Linked DNA regions of Mus musculus: region 1 is linked to region 2. The links are chromatin contacts, called in public Hi-C maps. All regions are on one chromosome and are shown on one strand. The core of a region is the stretch at or near the end of the contact, and the rest is flanking DNA. Distances in the headings are between cores, read along the strand shown.

What was found. Hi-C and Micro-C count contacts between places; a contact is called where the count stands out from the background.
Region 1: a Hi-C map of bone marrow-derived macrophages shows a contact between it and region 2, with 22 read pairs. The contact joins two enhancer-like sites. A contact is called at or near these places in 1 of 15 datasets of contacts at CTCF or cohesin (large pre-B cells), 1 of 484 Hi-C or Micro-C datasets (bone marrow-derived macrophages) and 1 of 9 other capture datasets (embryonic stem cells).

What each region holds. Positions count from the first base shown.
Region 1 is chr9:63,841,355-63,845,811 of GRCm38.p6, forward strand. No RefSeq gene overlaps it. Among named protein-coding and RNA genes, the nearest start is that of Gm39359, 48 kb to the left of the region's middle. Within about 2 kb of position 2,972, at least 6 of the 459 cell types and tissues checked have an H3K27ac peak or open chromatin away from gene starts, as enhancers often do. A contact at or near this core is called in bone marrow-derived macrophages, where this site is marked.
Region 2 is chr9:63,419,580-63,424,093 of GRCm38.p6, forward strand. It overlaps Iqch (IQ motif containing H), which reads right to left. Exons shown (of 22, transcript NM_001311098.1): 22 at 1,870-2,390. The coding sequence ends at 2,256. The region is part of intron 1 of Gm16759 (a long non-coding RNA gene); the gene reads left to right. Among named protein-coding and RNA genes, the nearest start is that of Gm25995, 20 kb to the right of the region's middle. Within about 2 kb of position 1,987, at least 20 of the 459 cell types and tissues checked have an H3K27ac peak or open chromatin away from gene starts, as enhancers often do. A contact at or near this core is called in bone marrow-derived macrophages, where this site is marked.

The DNA.
Region 1 (4,457 bases), core at 1,722-4,221, 420 kb after region 2:
GAAGCTGAAAGGCCACTAAACAAGAGCAGGTGAGGTGGGTTAAGTCAGCAAAGTTGAGGCAGGTTTTCCTTGGGTCACCGAATCCCCCCAGGTTGTACCTGGAACGCTATTCCCGGATCCCCCTCCTTCTACGCCTGCATGGCGGCTTCCAGCCCAGCCCTCTGAGTCTCCATGAGACAAGTGTTGTAACCTAGCCCTAAGCTCCCAAACCTCTATATAAGGTGTGGGGACCTGTACACTGTTACCCGCAGCTCTTCCTGGAGTGCCCAAGTATCTGAGCACCCCCAAAGAACAGCTCTGATTCCTGTTACCCACTTTAGTGAGCTGATTGACTCAGAACGGCCCCAGGTCCCTTATTGAACAGGCATCCACGGAGCCCATCGCTGAGCCAGGGGCTGGAGAAATGTGCATTGATTTGTTCCAGGGTGCCTAGCCAACCCTTTTAGTGACTTTCCTCTGGTATCTACATGTCAGCAATCTTCCTCAGAGCATCTTGTCCCTCAGGTCTCCCCTTTAAAGCCACCTTTGAGGCTTTACCTGCTAAGGGCCTGGAAGAATCCTTCCAACTTCAGGAACTGTATCAGTCAGGGAAACTTGGTTATACTGTTGTAACAAATATCCCTTCCACTTGTGAAGCTGATCCCAGGTTTGTCTCTTGCCTGTGAGCTTTTCAGGATGGCTACAACTTGTGTTTGTTCTCATCTTGAGATGGAGACTGACCAAACAGTCATCATGTAAAACTCTGCTGTGCCCACAAGGGAGAAGATGCTACAATCCCATATTCATGATAACATGACTGAGATAAACAAATTATATGCATTTTTCCCATAATAAGACCAGAGTAAGTCACCTGAAGCCATCTAATCCCCTAACACCTTACCTGGACTAGCATTAATGTCCCTTACACATTTGTGAGCAAGGCAGTAAAAAGCCACCTCCCAAGGGCTTCAGGACAATGAGCAGACAGGCTGGGATCTGGTGTAAGAGTTGTCCAGGATCCAGGGGCAGCCTAAGGTACAGGTGAAAGATCTCCGCAGAAGGGTTGTGGTCAGCAAACACTGTGAATGGAAAGTCCTGCCTTGAGTCACATTCATCTGTGATTTGCTTTTAAAAAGATTTTGTTTATTTTATGTATATGAGTACACTGTCACTGTCTTCAGACACACCAGAAGAGGGCATCAGATCCCACTACAGATGGTTGTGAGCCACCATGTGGGGGAATTGAACTCAGGGCCTCTGGAAGAGCAGTCAGTGCTCTTAACCACTGAGCCATCTCTCCAGCCCACCTGTGGGATTTTTTTTTTTAAATGAATGGTTGATGGCAGGTGTCACAGGTCCTCCTTGGCTGGATCCTTTGCAGAAAAGCTAATCTGTCTATCCTGGTTTTCTTTCTCATTGTGATGAAAATGCCCCAACGAAAACATCCCGTGGGATTAAAGATTGACTTGCTCATGAATCCGGGTTTCTTCCATCGAGGCTGGGGAACTTGAAGCAGCATGTCACGTCGCATCCACTAGAGAGCTGAGAGAGAACGAATGTGTGCACCAGACTCTCAGTTGCTTTCTCCACTCATACGATCCAGGATCCAAACCTAGGGAATGGTGCTGCCCACAGTGGGCTGGATCATCCCATCTCAATTAGCAAAAGCAAGGCAATACCCTCAACACGTGCACACAGGCCAATTGATCTAGACGGTCCCGCAGTCAAGACTCTCTTACCAGGTGATCCCACTTTCTGTCAAGTTGACAATTAAAACTATCCATCACGCTGTCTATCAAAGCTGTACTAGATTTCTCTTAGATGCCCAGCCAGAGTCTCATAGCCCACTGGGGATTGAAAGGGGCACCGGTGCCAGTCAAAAGGCGGTATGTCCCAGGGGTAAGATGGATGGGATGATATGCCATTGCTGTTTGTGTTGGAGCCCCTAGGGTTCTCCAAAGAAGCAGTGAACACACACACACACACACACACACACACACACACACACACACACACACCCTGCATTGACGGACAGGACAAGTGGGAATGACAGTGTGAAGTGATGGGGTATGAAGGTATGATGGAATGTTAACCCCGCCTTGGGAAAAGCCAAGAGTCAATCCAGTTTCCAGCAAACTTTCCCCCTCAGTTCAAAATACAGAGGTGGAAGTGCAGGATACAGATGACCTCTTGGGGGACCCTAGGGACAGAACCTGCCCAGTGTGAGGCATAGCCACCTGCCAGGGCAGTACAGACCTCAGGAGGGAAACGGACCCTGCTGAGGATCAGTGCAAGGACAGGGAGGAAGTGGCTGCTCTGGTCTGTGGAGGAGGGTGAGGCTCTGAGAGGTGAGGCTGGGACGCCTGGGGGAGGGGTAGCAGCAGAGACAGGCCACTGGTCACCTGAGGACCAATCAGTCTAAGTGTCCACAGTGACAATGGTGGATGCCTGACTCCTCCCTGTCAGTGAAGGTTCTAGAACAGGAAAGGTACCAGACTGAATGTCACTGGGCATCGATGGTGCCAACCGCTCACAAGGAGACCAGCTCCAGAGCCTACAGTTGCCTGGAGCCTCTTCCAGCAAGGGGGCTGTATGGAGACGCCTCTAATGTCCCTAGCTAGAGGTCACCTCCAACAGCGGTGCTGCAGAAAACCCGATGGAATAGACAGAGAGGTGACACCACCTGCTAGAAGATGTCATCGAGTGACCCTGGCCACTGAGGGTGGGCCTCAACCAGGTGGCACTGATGCTCGTGACTTAGATGTCCCTGAAAACAGGAACATACCTGAAGACTCACACACAGTAGGCTTGGGTCAGCATTCCAGCAGCATCTGTGGAAGGCTTAAATATCACGAGTAAAACATTCACAACTTCCCTACGGGTGCATCATTACTTCAGAATGAAAATTAAACAGTCAACCTACAGGTGAGATGGTGGCACTAGTTTGCGGAAAATACAGATGGAGTGTGTCTTTGTCTGTGTGTGAGCGCCCTCTTGTGGTGATCATGGCACAGTGCCGCACTTGACTAAATGGATTTCTTATGGATGGTGCATGAAGAAGACACCTCAATCAGCCTTTGCATCTACCCTGGGTTTCTTCTTACCTGGACCATAAAAATACTGGTGTCTTTTGTCTTTGAAGTCCCAGAAGTGCTGAGAACTATTCAAAGAACAGGCCCATTGTCTGTGCTAGTCTACAAACTAGCAATATGCTGGCTGGAAGGGCGAGACTTCTCCTGGCAGTGAGCATATCACCTTCCAACTCTAAACCTCCATGTGTACTACACTGAAGACCATGAAAAATGTCCATCCTTCCACAGGACGTAACAAGGGAAAGAGAGAACAGACCCCAGTCCATAGTCTCCAGGCAGCCACAAGTCCAGGGAAGCCTGGGTCACACCTACTGCCATGCCTGACTAGAATGAGCCCTCCTTGCTCACACATATCCTAATTTGGGAGGTGAATCATTTGTTTACTGGATGTCCAGATCTTCCCAGGAATGGTATGTCACTCACTTCTTACAGGACGTGGGGAAGAAGGCTCTCAAAAATTCTGATCCCTTGTCAGAGTAATGAGGGTAGCTCATTTAAACATCACCTCTAGCAAATCAGAGAACAAATCAGAAAGAGACGTTGGAAGTGGGAGGTGGGGTGGGAATGAAGTCATACCAAGCAGCAGGAGGCATAATGGCTGGCCATCAGGGATGCCCTGGGCTGAGGCAGAGGTGGGCCTCAGGACCCTGAGGAGGGTACAGATGAACTATCAAGAAGATAGTTAATGTTAGGGATTTTGCTTGTTGTTTTGACACAGGGTCTCATGTATCCCAGGCTAGCCTCAAAATTCACTGTGTAGCGAGGATGACCCTGAACTTCTTGATCCTCCTGCCTCCACCTCCTTAGTTCTAGACTTGCTGGTAAGCATCACCACACTGGTTTATGTGGTGGTGGAATTGAACCATGGGCTTCACGCACCCTAGGCAAACACTGTACCACTGTCTCAGCTGAGCCACATCCTTAGCCTGGGTATCAGGTTTGTGATAAGGAAAGAGAAAGCATTGTCTTGGGGAGGGGAGTCCTTTCTGAGTTCCAGGCTGGGGTTTAGCGGTGCCTGAGCTCAGCAGTCCTTGTGCATTTCAGAGTCTGTTGACCCCCAGGTTTGGTCTGTTGGGTGGATTTTTCCCCCCAGTGAAGAGGAGAACTGGAGAGATGGGAGCTTGAGGGTCGAGAAGGGTACTCTGGTCCCTGGAAGGGGATGGTTGTTTCCCTACAGAGCTGTGGGAAGTAGGAGAGTCAGGAATTCGGGGGGGGGGATGCACCTGTTTCCTGGTGTAGAGAGGGTCTTGATAGGCCAGGGGCAGGGGCCCAGGGCAGAGGATTTGGGGAACAGCTCCAAATGTGGCCAGCAGAGTGGAGAGGCCCATCAGCACCCCTTCCCCCAGCAAGACAGAGGATCAAGACCACGCCCCTTATCTGTCATCT
Region 2 (4,514 bases), core at 737-3,236:
GAAATAATAATCTTACTAAATCTTGTGGGTTTTTTTCTCCCATATGTAAGATGAGGGCAGTAGTAATAAGTGTCTGTACGGATTTGCTGGGAAGATGCAGTAGAATTACAGAGCTTCTAGTCCAGCTTGTATCTAGCCCTACTAAATGCTCAGTAGGTGGCAAGTATAAGTAGCTGATGGGCAGGAGGACCATGCCAGTGGACTGCATGGTTGTCTGACCTACTGGTATGAGATGGGCAGTACATTAAAGAAGACACTCGCCAATAATGCTCTCCTAAGTGGTGTATACACTTTGCTAGTGCAGATCTTTAGCGTTAGCTAGAATAGCTAATAGCATATCTCATACAGAATCAGCTCTACTGTTTAGCAGAAAAACGACACATTTTACTTTTACTGACACAGGCCAGTAAAAATTCAGCAGTTCACCCCCACTTGACAATGTTTGGGGATACTTTTGGACACCACACACACATTAGCACATGTTCAAATTGAATTTAGTTTGCTAGCTCTACAATATCTTTGTAACATATATGTACTGAAAGATAATGGACTATGCTTCTTTGCAAATGTTCTGTAATTAAAGCATTTTACCAATTTAATCTGCTTCTCTGTCTTCTACTTAATTACTTGACATGATTGTTTTAGTTTACAGATATTTTTGCCTTTCATTTTGAAGTTGTAGCTGTTTAGTCAGAGTGCCTTCTTCCTATCACTGTAGGGTGGGCCTGAGTCTGAAAAGGCCTGAGTTTAGAATTAAGTGTTTTGTGTTGCAAAATGAGGATATATGCAAAGAAGGCAAGTGGTATTGTTTGAGAAACCAATCATGTGGTTAAAAAACCTACAGGAGAGTGAGCTCCTACACTGTTGCCAGCAGCTCCAGGCTCAGCAGTGCTAATCACAGTCCACACTCGGAACTTCCCTATGGCTTTAATGGTTTTGTGAGGAGGGCTTTGGCCATGTGAATGATCCACTGCTGTGCTGAACAAAACGGAGACAGTTTTCTTTTAAAGTCCAGAGCAGATGAGAGCCATAAGGAGACAGAGGGTTTCATTTACTCTCAGGACATGACTGTGCCAGTGAACTAATGAGTCTCCTGGACCTTATGTTGCTCTGGCTTCGATAGAAGAGTGACTCTATCGGGCATGTAGCACTTCCTATTCGTCAAGTGTTTGGACAATAGGCTTCTCGTATGGATTAGAGAGATCTGGCAAGAAAAAGAGGTCATCACTGTACCTAGCACAGACAAAAACCTGGCTAATTAATGTATTTCCTACAATGGCTAAACAAAAGCAGACACACAGAGAAATGTTAATTTTATCACAAAAACTCTTAGCCTGTGGCGGAAGCAGTTTTAAAATGATTGAAATTCCACAGGCCAAACAAAACAAAACACCCCCAAAACACCTCATTTCCTAAATAATGTGTGTTATAGACATAAAGATTGTTCTTTAAAACTGTATGTGATTTTGGTGTTGTACCTTGCCTATTTTATCCTTCAGTAAAGTTGGCAGATGGAGAAATGTTTTTAGACAGTTATGAAGCACAGGCTGAGAGTGGCAGCACAGCTTAACTTAGCTATTTGCCCTTTAAAAGGTACCGTTGACTTCAGTTGTAAAAATCCTACTGTTGTATCATGCAGAAAACTAGCAACAGGAATTCTCATTCCAGCGAAGGGCTCCAATTACATAGTCTTAAACTCAGAGCAGATACTGCCACCTAGACACACTCTGATGCCACAGTTAACTCCACATTGGCTTTTCCTACTGTGTGACAGTGAGAACAAGTAATAGGGCTGGGTACACTGTAGAATGGATGATAGTCACTTAAAACTGATGTCATTTATTTTGGGAAAAGAGGACACTGTGCTTTGACAAATAGTGGTCATCCTGGTTTATTCGGTGTTTTAAATGCAGAAGCTAAGTGGCTTTTGGAAGCAGGAGAAAACTTGTAAAACGCAAGAAAGCAAGAGTGACTCATACAGTTACAAATTTACAGAGAAGCGGATGCAGTAGTGGACTTCCCCCCCCCCCCCGTGGTTACTTTGGGAGGAGGAAGGGGTTCTTAGCATTCACACCGAAAACACCGGTAGGTTTAAATTTAATGAGTAAAATAACGTTGCATAATAAACAAGATTTTAAAGATTACATTACAATTTGTTCTGATTTATCTCTTGGCAAACAAAGCAAACTAACTTCCCCACTTTTATACTAATTGCAAAGCAAACATTCTTTCTTGCTCTAGACAGGTATCCAAAGTCAGACTATTTCTGAGTGTATTTCAACAGGTTCATAAAGGTTATCTTCCTCCTCTTTGCTCTGTTTTTCTCTTACAAATATCATTTTATTTTCTTCTGTTACTCCTAAAATGGTTTCAATATCATCAATGGTAGTCTGTGGACAACAGTAAAAACAATATTTATTACTTTAAAGACTTCTTAAAGCATCCACCCCTCAAACATTTATCCCTTTTCAGAGTTCAGTGCAGTTTAGATCAATTCTACTCAAAATGAGTTCCACACATTGGCACCCATCCCATCCATACATCACTGGTTGTTAGACTTGTAAGTTTAAAAATTGAGCTAGAATTCAAATGTTTATGTACTAGAATTTTATGAGTCTAATGATGAAATCATTAGGTTTGTATTTTACACACTTTTTTTTAACTCCATTTTTCTAATCAATTTGGTATACCTAATAAAAAGTATTAATCCATCATAGGTTAGAAAACAAACAGATTTTCAGTAGATAATTTGAGAAGTACTGGATAGAACACTTTAAAAGGGGGGCTAGTAGGCTGAAAGAATTTACTTTCATTGTTTTCTGGGAACAAAACTGACACCTTCCCATTTTCCTTTATGTGTGTTAAGGAATTGTCTACATAATATGAGACATTCCTTTGTAATATAGAATTCAGTAGGTATGAATACTGTGTATTCCATAGCATCTTTAGCACCCCAAATAGGAACCCTGTGCCTGTTAGCATCTTCTCCCTTTCGTCCCTTTTTCCAAGCTCCTGGCAGCTACTAACTCATCTCCTGTCTATGGATTGGCTTGCTTTGCTCACTTCATATAATGGAATCATATAGGACTTATCTTTCTGTGACTGGTTTCTTTCACTTAGCACAATATCTTCAACATTCATCCATGTTGTAGTACTTATCTTTCTGTGACTGGTTTCTTTCACTTAGCACAATATCTTCAACATTCATCCATGTTGTAGTACATACTGTCAGCACTTCATTCATTCCTTTATAAAAAGGTTGAACAATATTCCACAATAGTCTATTATATGACTATTTTCCATATAATAAAATGGAATTCACTATTTTCTCACTTGACGTACATTTGGGTTGTTTACATTTTTAGTTATTATGAATCATGCTTTAATGAACCTTAATGTACACATTTTTATATGAATATATATTCTTGGATAAGAATAGAATTATTATATCATATGCTAATTTTATATTTACTTTATTAAGGAATTACCAAACTCTTTTACAACAACATGTGAAGGTTCCAGTCCCCACCCATTTTTCCAAAATTCTTACAAATGTTTGTTATTTCTTTTCTCTTTGATTATAGCCATTTTAGCTAGGTATTGTATGTTGCCATGGCTTTGATTTACATTTCATTAATGACTTATGATTTTAACATTTATTCATACATTGGCTACACACACACACACACTTTGAAGACATATCTATTCTAGTTCTTTGCTTGCATAAGCCTTTCTATTATTGTCTTATAAGAGTATTTCTAAATACTCTCAATTCTACAAGCTTCTCAAATATATACTTTGCAAATGTTTTGCCATATTCTACGTTTTCTTTGATAAATCCAAATAATTTGTTTTTACTTTAGCCACTTCTGCTTTAAGCATGACAACTAATAAGCCATGGCTAATACAAAGTCATAAAGTTGTACACATGTGTTTCCTTCTAAGCATTTGATGGTTTTAACTCTTAAATTTTGGTTGTTGACCCAACTTAAGTAATTTTTGGAAAGGGTATCTAAGAGAAGTCCAACATTATTATTTGTAGGTTTTGTTTGTTCCAGTACCTTATATTAGTAAGACTATTTTTCTTCCACTGAATCACTTTATACTCTTAGAAATTAATTGATCATAAAGTATGGGTTTATTTCTGTTATTCCCATTTCATCCTATTATGCATACATACATATGTAGTTTACTTAGCTTTGGAGCCAACTTTGGGGGCTGAAAGTCCAAGATTGGATACCTTTATCAATATAGCCTTTTACCCCCTTAGCTGCATCAGAGCAGATGGCACCATGGGAACTCACGCAAAAGGAACAGATCTCCTAGTGAGTCAGGAAGCCCGGAAAGTGGGGAGAGGCCAATCTTATGCTTTTGCAAGGACTAAATAGCATTCTTTGGGAACTGCATCTATGTCTTCTAAACAGGATTCCCCAATGAATTCCCTACTAGTTCATACCACCTCTCATAATGGGCAACTAGAGACCAAGCTTCTACCACATGAGCCACTGGGACAT